Linked DNA regions of Ovis aries: region 2 is linked to region 1. The links are chromatin contacts, called in public Hi-C maps. All regions are on one chromosome and are shown on one strand. The core of a region is the stretch at or near the end of the contact, and the rest is flanking DNA. Distances in the headings are between cores, read along the strand shown.

Region 1 (4,918 bases), core at 2,025-4,524:
GGGAGAGTAGAGCTTTGATTTTTAAACGTATAGGAAAACAACCTTCTACAGCCCATCTGGCTCACAGGCACATTTTACCATGTAGATCCCTTCAATTACTCCAAGGGGAACAAGGAAGTCCCCCCAAACCCAGAACATAAGACCTAGTTGGGTGACAAAAATTTGGCCATCTCTGGAGCTGCTGTCCCTCCCTGGGACTGAGCAGGTGTCCCCTACCAGCTACCAAAGCCCCACTCTCTACCTCTGCACTCATCTCCTGACCCTGTGGGATGCTCCCAGGTAGAACCATACTAAATACGTCTGCTTAAACAGCTTAAATGGCTCTGCCACTGAAAGAAGAAACTCTACTTTGGAAATGAGTTTTAATGAAGACTCTCCTTGCAACAGGAACTTTTCTTCCATCCTGAAAAAAACATGGAGTGTTGACTATAGTCACCTACTGATCCTTCTAGGTTCAGATTCATGATACAATCTGGGCAACTCAATCCTGTAGCTCACCTCCACACGAAGTCCCAGAACCACACAGCCCATGCGATGGCTTCCCTCTTCCTTGTCACCAGTGGGAAGAGTTGCCTCTTTTTGTTTGGTATGATAAGTGGTGTAGTGAGGTGTGCTGAGTGGATGCAGGACTGCCATAGAAAGGATACCAGGTCCCAGGCTGGGAGGTAGTGCAGGAGGGGCATCCTTGGGAAAGCTTCTGCTTTTACCAATATGGTTAGAATCACCTGAGCAAGGGGGATGTGCACTCACTTTGTACTTGATTATCAGCCTACCATCTAGCTCTGCCACAACCAGTTGTGTGATCCAGGTCAACCATGTAGCCTCTGTGGGCCGATGGTCTCATCCATACCAGGCACTTAACAGACATTGACTACATGAGAAAAGCATCTCCTACCAACGCCAGATCCCGCCAGGCCCCAAGCCACAGACTAAGGGTCTTTCCTCTCTATCTCTAGGTCTGAGCAGCCTGGCCGGGTGGGAATGCCTCCTCTTAGGTCTGACCACTGTACCTCTATGGGGTATAGGGACTCAGCTCAGTGTGATGCTGCAAGGAAAAATGACAAAGAACATTCTCTGGGTTCTATGATGGACTAGGGAAACTGCACTGAACAGCTGAGACTCAGACTTGCTTTTTACCTTCACCACTGGCCCCTGTTTCTGTGTGTCCATTGAACTGTTTACTCAGTAACTGTTAATTTCTGGGCCCTCTGTAAGAGAGAGGGTTAAGAAAGTAAAAGGAACTGAAATCAGGTAGTTTGCTAATGCCAGTAACTGAACAGAGATTAGGCAAATGGAAAACTGTGGACAACAGTTTGCGTTTCTCTGCATTCCCCTTTGAAAATGGAAAGCTGAGTGGTTACAACAGCTGCATCTGGTGGGGAGGTGACTCTAACAGCAGGAGAGGTATAATTCTCGTTGCACATTGTAAACAACCAATGTTAAGCTGCTTTGGCTAAGCCTAGGAATGACTGGGTATCGAGACTTCACTGAAGAAGGAAGAAAATAGGAATCTGCTCTGGGATGCCGTGAACTACATTCCTAGAGGCAGGTAGGTACGGCTCAGGGGGCTGGATCTAATGCTTGGCCGTGAATTTAGATGACCTGCCCCTTGTTCCTGAAGCCAATCCCCAGGAAGGATTCTGTGATGACAAGTCTGGCTCCATGCTGAAGCGCCTCCAACTCTGCCCACCAAACAAAGTTAGCAAATTGTGAAATGTTCATCATTTCCTAATTTTGTATTATAAAATGGAATTAGGAACATAAACAGTAACATGTAGCAAAACCCCGAGCCTGCGTAGGACTATCGGCCTCTCAGCCACCTCTGCGTAGGCCAATAAGTTTGGAAAGTTTTTCACAGTTTTCAAGTTTCAGCGATTCTGCTTTCTGTTTCAATCGTTCATCTCTGTATAATCCTGCCAAATTGGTCAACTCCGACTCTGAAAGATAAAAGAGGTAACCAATTCATCAAGAGAGTTGAGCTCCTTTGTTTCACTTCAATACTTCTGGAAGCAAAGCTCCTTTTACTTTATTTAATGCTTTTTCTTTCAATTTAAGAAAAAACTCATTTACTCGAGAAACATGCATCAGGAAGCTATACCACACCAGGTGCTAAGGATTAAGGGACACCTGTGATCCTGGAGTCCGACAGTATCTGTGCTCCATTACAAAAGCACCGGACTTAGCTCTTATCAATAGAACATTTGGCACTAGACTTAGGAAACCTGCACGTGTGCAGTAAGAGGAGACTCTGTTTCAAGGCTTTCCTACGAATGGTATTCAAGTGGCAGTTGGGAGAGAATGGAGTCCGATCGCCTGTTCCTGTCATCTGAAACAAAGGCAGCTGCTTCACCCTTCCCGAGTCGCCGGAGCATAACTCACATGCGCTGCTGGACACAGAGCCCTCCTCGGGGGGCCTGCCTGCTCTAGGTGCCCAGGCTGCTGGCTGCATCCTTCATGCCCTCACCACATGGGGGGCCCCTAACTCAAAGGGCAAAGGCAGCTGGATTCTTTTAAAAGTGAAATCATCTGGATCTGGTGACCTCTATCTCCTTGACGAAATATATTTCATTTTCTCCTCATAGTGGAGAAGGTCATTCTATTTTTAACCAGAATATAATCTCTGCTGTCCTCCTGGACTCAGCAGCGGTTTGGCGACCTCTCTTTTTTATTCTTTTGTATAGTTTCAGAGACACTCTGAGGAAGGAATGCCTGAAGAGAACCTCTAGAGACATGATGTGTATTAACAGGAAGGCATGCTTGGAGGGCCTGTGTATCTTCAACAGCAGACAGCTACTCAGTGTTTAAAGGCCCACACTTGTGAAAATGCTATTTTAATCATTCTTAAATATGCCTACTCATTCTTAATCACCTTGCTGACAGATTTTGTTTTTCTTTGTGAACGAGAGGCACCTGTCTGATTAATCAGCAAACTGACTGGAAACAGGACTTAATACTTAGCCACAGGGAACAATGAGCATTGGTTTCTGAATAAGTCTCTATCAACACAAAATACTGGCATTTCTGCTCACAATGATTCCGTTTACACCAAGTAAGGCCCAAAGTGCAGATTAAGTGCAGGACTTTAGGGTGAGGGGTGGGGATGCATGAAAACCCACCCTCTACAATAGGGGCTCAGAGCCCGGGCCCTGGCCCAGCAGTTGCTTGGCAAGCAGCAAGTCTCCTAGGCTCCAGAACAATGTGCTTTCACCCCGTGGCATGGGGCCTGCATTGCGTGCCAGCCAGAGCTTGCCTTGGCACAGGCATCCTCGCGGGTGATGCAGCTTCGTGGAGGATCATGGGCCGCACCCAAATGAGAGTCCTTGCTGCCTTGTTCCACCCAGAGCTGGGCACTGACTCCATTTGTCTGGCTGCTTTGGCATGTGGGAAACCTGTTCAAGAGGACTCTGTGGTCCTCTGGAGTCACAGCTGCACCAGTATGTAGAGCAGATTCTGTGGCTCAGCTTTTCCTTGAAGTGATTTCCTTAGGGTTTTTTTGTTACTGACCTTATCCAAATGTCTCACTGCCTGAAATCTCATTCCAGAAAACATTAACGGCTAGTGATTCTTTCTATTTTCTACACTGACAACCACTGTAATAAGCTGATGAAAGAAAATATACATGCACATATATGAATGCTTTCTCAAAACATGCTCCAAAGGTTTAGAACCCTGCTCCAGAGCAGTGACCCTGCACAAGGACAGTGTTTCAAGGAACCATGCCCCACACCCCCATGATCATGGTTGGAGAAACTTCTCTCCAGATAGCCACTGAATCCTTTTGTACTTCAATGAACAAAAGCTCAACTCAAAGAATATGTTACTTTTGACAAGTTCTGTTAATATTCAGTAACTTCTAAGGAAAAACAAAATCTTTGGCAGGGGCAGAATCCAGGGAACATTTTTTTCTTCTCTGCATAATGTTTCCCCTGCCCTGAATGCCAGTGTAATAGATGAACCAAGCATTGAGCTTTCAGAGTAAACTGACTTGGGCAAATTGCCAAGAGAAGCAAGTCCCAGAGCCTCCTCTCCCAAAATACTCTGCCCAAAAGCTCAGATGGGAGTCCTGACAGATCCCAACCACCATCATGATCCAGCCATGTGAGTCAGAGCTACATCTAGTTGAGCAAGGCCAAGCAAGGTCTGGATTCTGTTAGGATCTGGGCACTTACTATATGCTAGACACTATGCTAAGTGTTACACTCATGTCATCTTCTATAATCCATACAGCCTCTTTGGGAGGAAGTTCATTTTATCCCCATTTGAAAGCCTAAGCTCCTGCCCTCTCTGCTATCCTGCTCCAGAGCATGGACAGTTCTCCTCTGCCAGGCAGGGCTGGGGTCTCAGTCCCGCTCAGCCAGGTCCAGAGGCAGTCCTGCCTTTCATTTCGGTCTGTGCCAGCCCAGGGCCATGGCCACCTCCCCTAGCACTGGCTTTATTATCTAGATGCAGCTGTGAAGGAGTAGACAGGGCAATCAGTGTTTACACTAAAGGAGTACTCAGAAATTCACTCTGATGAAGCATTCTAAGGAAGAGCAGAGCAAAGAAATTAACAAAAGATTTTAAAAGACAATGGCTAACCTTTGCTAAAGCAGTTTCCATTCGATATTTTGCCAAGACTGAACTTTGTTCTCAAGCAGGTTTATTTTTACAACCTCCATCCATGTGCTAAATTTAACCACGTTGGCTGCACTTGCTGTTGGATCCAGAGGGCAGATGCTGCCTGTTCTCAAATGGCACTTGGGTTGTGTGGAGGCTCCGGACAGCCACCATCCTTAAATGCCAGAAATAGATTTTTAAGGGGTGTGTGCTGATAACCCCCGGTTTGGAACTTGTGGGTACACGTGTCATGCTCACCCACTTGATTATACCTGGAGGGTGCCAAAGCCCTGGAAGCAGGCCTCACGAGGATGGGAACACA
Region 2 (5,315 bases), core at 2,532-5,031, 150 kb after region 1:
ATGCAATTGCTCTTGCTCATTTGAGGTTGGAACATATATTGTTAAGTTTGGTTGTATATTCCTTGGCCAGAATGAAGGCTTAATGAGGGAGACCATCTTCCCCACTCACAAAAAACAGTGTGTCATTTGGGATGGGTCTCATCTGGGATCACGTTGCTTTTTATAGAACTGTCTCTAGTTTTATCACAAAAGCTTGTTTGCAGTAGATTTGATTATCTTGGTGAGGCATTGGTAATAAGGGAATGTCAAGTGTATGGCTTGCTTTGCCTTTTTTTTTTAAATTGAAATATAGTTGGTTTACAATGTTGTGTTAGTTTCAGGTATACAGCAAAGTGATTCAGTCGTACATATATATTTATTTTTTCAGATTCTTTTCCTTTACAGGTTATTATAAAATATTGAGTATAGTTACCAGTGCTGTATAATAGGTCCTTGTTGGTTATCTGTTTTTTTATATAGTGGTGTGTATATGTTAATTGCTTTGCTTCTCAACAAAATGGAACGCTTGATCAAGTTATGGTTGAAGCAGTCTCTTTAAGTAAAACTACATGATTTCAGATACTCACATACTCTGTTACTGGCCAGTGGCCATTGTCCGCTAGTTTCTACATTTTGGGTAATGTAAAGATTTGGAAAGAGGACTGTTGGGTAGGGGAGTGGCAGGGAGGTCTGTAAGAGAGAAGGATATGGTAGTCAAAGAGAGGAGTCCATGTTCTCTGCACTAACTTAGCAAATAAAGCACTCCTTTTCTGCTTCCAGCAACTATAGTATTCCACTTTTCCAATCATTCCTCTTTGCCTCAACAAGTTATTTTGAGCCCTATTGTGAGGAGAAATGAATTATTTCTAAACTACAATTGAAAAGCCCATAAACTGCCCCTTGACTGCAATTAAAGTGAAACTGGCCTTGTCTCATATGCTGTACCATACCCCTTAATAAATCCAGGGGGTAGGTTTTAGTGGAAGAATTTTCTTGAGTTCCTAGGTCTTCTGAATTATGAACACATCTTTCCTTCCTTCCTACTTAGGAATAGCATCTTTGTTACCCCTGCAGAAAATTGTCAGTCATGTTAGGAACTTGTCTCCTTTTGATTCCATTTGTGAAACAGTCTTTAAGTGATGGGTTATTCCAGTATGTATGGTGTTATATAAGAGAAAGCAGATTTTTTTAAAAAAAATTTGATGATGCAAAACACAAATGCTGATTTGACATAATATTCACATAAAGCTTTTTCTCGCACATTAATAACAGATTTGTAAATCCCAGGGGAATTGTTATAATCACTATATAAAACATACTATATTAGCATTTCAAAAGTTTTTTCCAACCCATTTCTTCTTTATAGTCTAAAACATCTTCACCATATGTAATAAGATAGAGCCACAAGAAGTTGGAGGTACCCAAGACCATTCCAACTTTCCGCCAGTCAGTTTGTCATGTGATAGCTCCCAAACATAGAACTTTGAATGTGCTAAAAAGCCACTCAGGATCCTGGCTGGGCCGGCAGCCTGGAGAAGTGTGGAGAAAGCAGATTTTTAATGTGAGAATAACTATGAAGGTAGCAGTCTATCAGAACATACATTCATATCCACCCAAGAAGAGAAATAGACTTCCTTTGGGACACTCCTAGAGCCTGTTCCCTATTTCCTTATTACTTTTGTGTGCACTTAGATGAAAAGTGGCTCTGAGTTCCCAGTACTGAACTCAGTTTCAGTACTCAGTTTCTTAAAAACCTTTTCCTAACCTAACCCCCAGCCTTCTCGATCTTCCCAATCCAGGGATTGAACCCAGGTTTCCCACACTGCAGGTGGATTTCTTTACTAGCTGAGCCACAGGGGAAGCCCCCAGCTAATGTAAGTGGTTGCTATTGAGGCCCCTCTGAGTATATCCAGGCCAGTTCTTGGGATGGGCCTAGAAATAATGAAAACTGGCCATGGGATCACTTTGTTAGAGTGATCCCAAAACAAATACATTCCCCCATTGTTGTCATATTTTACCCTAATCAATATAAGCAGAAAAACTCAAAGACTGAGACTGTACAACTTTAAGGCCTTTGGCTTCAGTGTAACACAGTCACCAGCCAGCTTTGCCCTTTCTCAGTGCCTGTTCCAGGGCTAGTTAAAGAAGAGGTAGAGTCGGACATTTCTGTGACAAGTGATTACTTTTCATCTTTGAATTTTTTGTGGAGCTGCATCTTAACCAGAGCAAACTTCAGATGCCTGTCTTCAAACTGCCTCTCATCAGATGAAGAACGATATGAAGGTCTTATCACCAGAATAGCAGTTTAATAGTTTTCCGCTGCGTGGGGGTTTGTTTACAACCTCCAGTGTGAGTTGTTAGTAGAATGGCCTTTTCCGGGGCTGGGGTTCCTGATGACCTGACGGTGCACACTGAAAACAAATGGTTGATCACTTGGCAAAGTGAAGAAAAAGTTACTAAGTGCCCAGGTCAGGCCTCCGGTGATGGATGTCCAAAGAAGAGCAGTGCCCGCCTTAGTGTGCTGTGTTCCTTTTCAGACTTCTCTAAGGATATGAGCTGAGACAGCAGCCATTTTCCCAGGCACCTCACTTCTTGCCCTGAGTCACTTGTTCTCCTATTTGAATTTCTTCCTAAATACTTAGGAATCTTGATTCTTAAAGGATACTCCCCTACCATAAATTGTAGGGCCTATTAGAGAACAAGAATTACGAGTAGGGAGGGTTTGGCCAGCTTTTTCACCCTTGATTTTCCATAGGAAATGAAGGTAGCTTTGGAAGCTCCATAGCTGCTGCTGCCTAGACCATCTGACTTGGAGGTTTCTAGAAACAATACACAAATACAAACTGACAATTGGGCTCCAGAGCCAGCTCAGGGGTGAGATGTTCCATGCTTGAGTTAGCAAATCTAGATTAACTCCCTGACAGCTGGGGCATGGGATCTACCTCCAGCTAATTGAGGGGCTACTGGTTCTTCTGGGCAGTGTCCCCTCCACCTACATTCTACATCTCTGCCGTCTTTGAATGGTGTGGCTGCTTGCAGGGTGTTGAAGTAAAAGTTGGAAGATGGCATTTCAGAGATGCCCAGGACTTTCAGTCACCTGCTACAGTGTAACAGAAGGAACCAGGGGAACGAAGGCTTTCTGAGATCTGCCAGAGAAGTTGAGCTTTGTCAAAGAATGGCTCTGGGTCATCTAAGCCTGGCCCTTCTTTGGAGGGGGCAAAGAGCATAAGACAGAGTAAGGGGAAGGTTCTGCTGATGCTGCTAAGTCACTTCAGTTGTGTCCAGTTCTGCAACCCCATGGTACCCCAGCAGGCTCCCCTGTCCCTGGGATTCTCTAGGCAAGAACACTGGAGTGGGTTGCCATTTCCTTCTCCAGTGCGTGAAAGTGAAGTTGCTCAGTCGTGTCTGACTCTTAGCGACCCCATGGCTGTAGCCCACCAGGCTCCTCTGTCCATGGGATTTTCCAGGCAAGAGGACTGGAGTGGGGTGCCATTGCCTTCTCCAGTTTTTTAACTTCCAAGCTGGATAGAAAGGATCCTTCAAGTTTGGGGTGTAAATTTTGGGAAGATTTGGCAGAATTTCTTTGTGATTTCTCCTCTTAACACCGTCCCTGGGTTCTTCCCTGCTTATCCTGTCCCCTGCCACCCTCTAACTTTAACTAACAGTTGAGTAGGTTTAAGTTTCTGTGCCCTCAGATGGAGGAGGTGACTGAAAGGGGCTTTTGCTTGGGTAGAGAGTGAGCTGTCTGAGTGGATGCTAGTACCTGAGTTGCCAGCAGAGGGCAGTGGTGACCTATAGCTATAACAGTCATGAAGTGGGTGGTCAGTAAATCTGCTTGGACAGAACCTGGGAGGGGCTTTTGTTGGGCTGGGGAGGCCTGTTTGGGCTTGGCTTTGTTTACAGATTATCCAGAACTGGGTGGCCCGGTGCCTAGCTCAGTTACGCTCCATCATAGCCTTAATCACAGTAAGGAAACAGGTTAGTATTCTAGCCCAAGGTCTGCCAGAAGTATCAAGCCACCTTTTCCCCTCAGCATTGGTATAGTAGCTATGTGCATGTGTGTGGACAGGTTTGTAAGGACCAGGCCAGGGCCTTTGCCACCTAGCTTTAGGTTGCATGGGCACAAAGACCTGTCTGTTACTTCATGTGAATAAAGGGACCCCATATTTCTAGTACTTCTCTGCCTGGTGCCTACCATTAACCTTTCCCCAAAGATTAGGCAGTCCCTATGACTAGCCAACTAGTCTTGCCTGCCTACCTACTCTGGGCAACCAGGACATGACTTCATACCTGAGAGATGGAGGCTGAGGACAGGAGGAACAGAGCTGGGAGTGGTAATAAGACCTGGGAAATATTATTCCCTTGTCCTTTTCAATCTTATCTTGTGTTTAGGGGCCCCAGTCCCCAGTCTTCCAGCCCAACAGCTGTGAGCCTCCAGGGCCACTACCCGGAAGCCAGCTGCCTCTTCTTGGGGAATTCTTTGAAATTCCAGGCTTAGCCATCTGGGTATGCAAATAACTCCAGATTTGCTGAACCCACCAAGTGGTTGCACCCTAGGCAGAGCTGTGAGAATTTAACTGCTACTATCCCCAGATGGGGAAAACTGCCTAGGGGCTCTTGGTGCATGGAACCTATGCTTTTACCTATTGTGAGACTCTTAGAGTGGCAGAGAGGGGAGTCCTGGGGGTTCCCTAGGTCCTGCTTTAATTACTAACTGTATAAGGGATTTTGCATCCAAAGGGTGAGTTGGGAGACCCTTGGAGTCCTCCTGGAGTGTGAAGCTCTCAGCTTCCAGCTCTCAGCCCTGGAATAAGGAGGGAAACCTTGGGTCTGGTGTGGCTGAAAGGATGGGGACTATCTACAGGGAAAGCTTCTGACTTCCTACCATGCTAGATCAGGGAATAGAACTAGCTTAAACAGCCCAGAGTAAGGCCAGCAGTCTGGCCCCCAGAATGCCTTGCTTTCTCTCAGGCCTCCCCCTGGGGCTGGTTATCTGGCTGTAGCAGGAGGAATGTGTGCTCTGAGTGGGGAAGGGGGGTGGCGGCAGGGTCAGGGCAGAAACCTGGGAATGTGGACTGCCTGCCACTGTCCCTGTTGGAGGGAGGGAGCCATGGAGAATGTGGCTGACAGGCCCCAGGCGTGGGAGAGTGTAGGCCTGCTTGTGTGTGTGTGTGTGGGAGGGGGCTGCCCATGTGTGTAGGAACTTGTGAGAGTGTGAGAGAATTGTGAGCATGGACATTCCTTAGTGTTTATGCATATGGGTGTGAGCCTAAACTGTAGCCTTTGAGAAACAGAAGTCAAATCCGGATTTGAATCACAGACCCATAACTTTTCAG

The links. Hi-C and Micro-C count contacts between places; a contact is called where the count stands out from the background.
Region 2: a contact with region 1 is called in a Hi-C map of muscle, with 4 times the contacts expected there. The contact joins two enhancer-like sites. A contact is called at or near these places in 6 of 16 Hi-C or Micro-C datasets (blood, hypothalamus, liver and 3 more).

What each region holds. Positions count from the first base shown.
Region 1 is chr5:48,346,692-48,351,609 of ARS-UI_Ramb_v3.0, forward strand. It overlaps DNAJC18 (DnaJ heat shock protein family (Hsp40) member C18), which reads right to left. Exons shown (of 8, transcript XM_027970295.3): 8 at 1-1,937. The coding sequence ends at 1,813. Among named protein-coding and RNA genes, the nearest start is that of SPATA24, 8.5 kb to the left of the region's middle. Within about 2 kb of position 3,275, at least 24 of the 54 cell types and tissues checked have an H3K27ac peak or open chromatin away from gene starts, as enhancers often do. A contact at or near this core is called in hypothalamus, where this site is marked.
Region 2 is chr5:48,493,145-48,498,459 of ARS-UI_Ramb_v3.0, forward strand. No RefSeq gene overlaps it. Among named protein-coding and RNA genes, the nearest start is that of CXXC5, 15 kb to the right of the region's middle. Within about 2 kb of position 3,782, at least 8 of the 54 cell types and tissues checked have an H3K27ac peak or open chromatin away from gene starts, as enhancers often do. A contact at or near this core is called in hypothalamus, where this site is marked.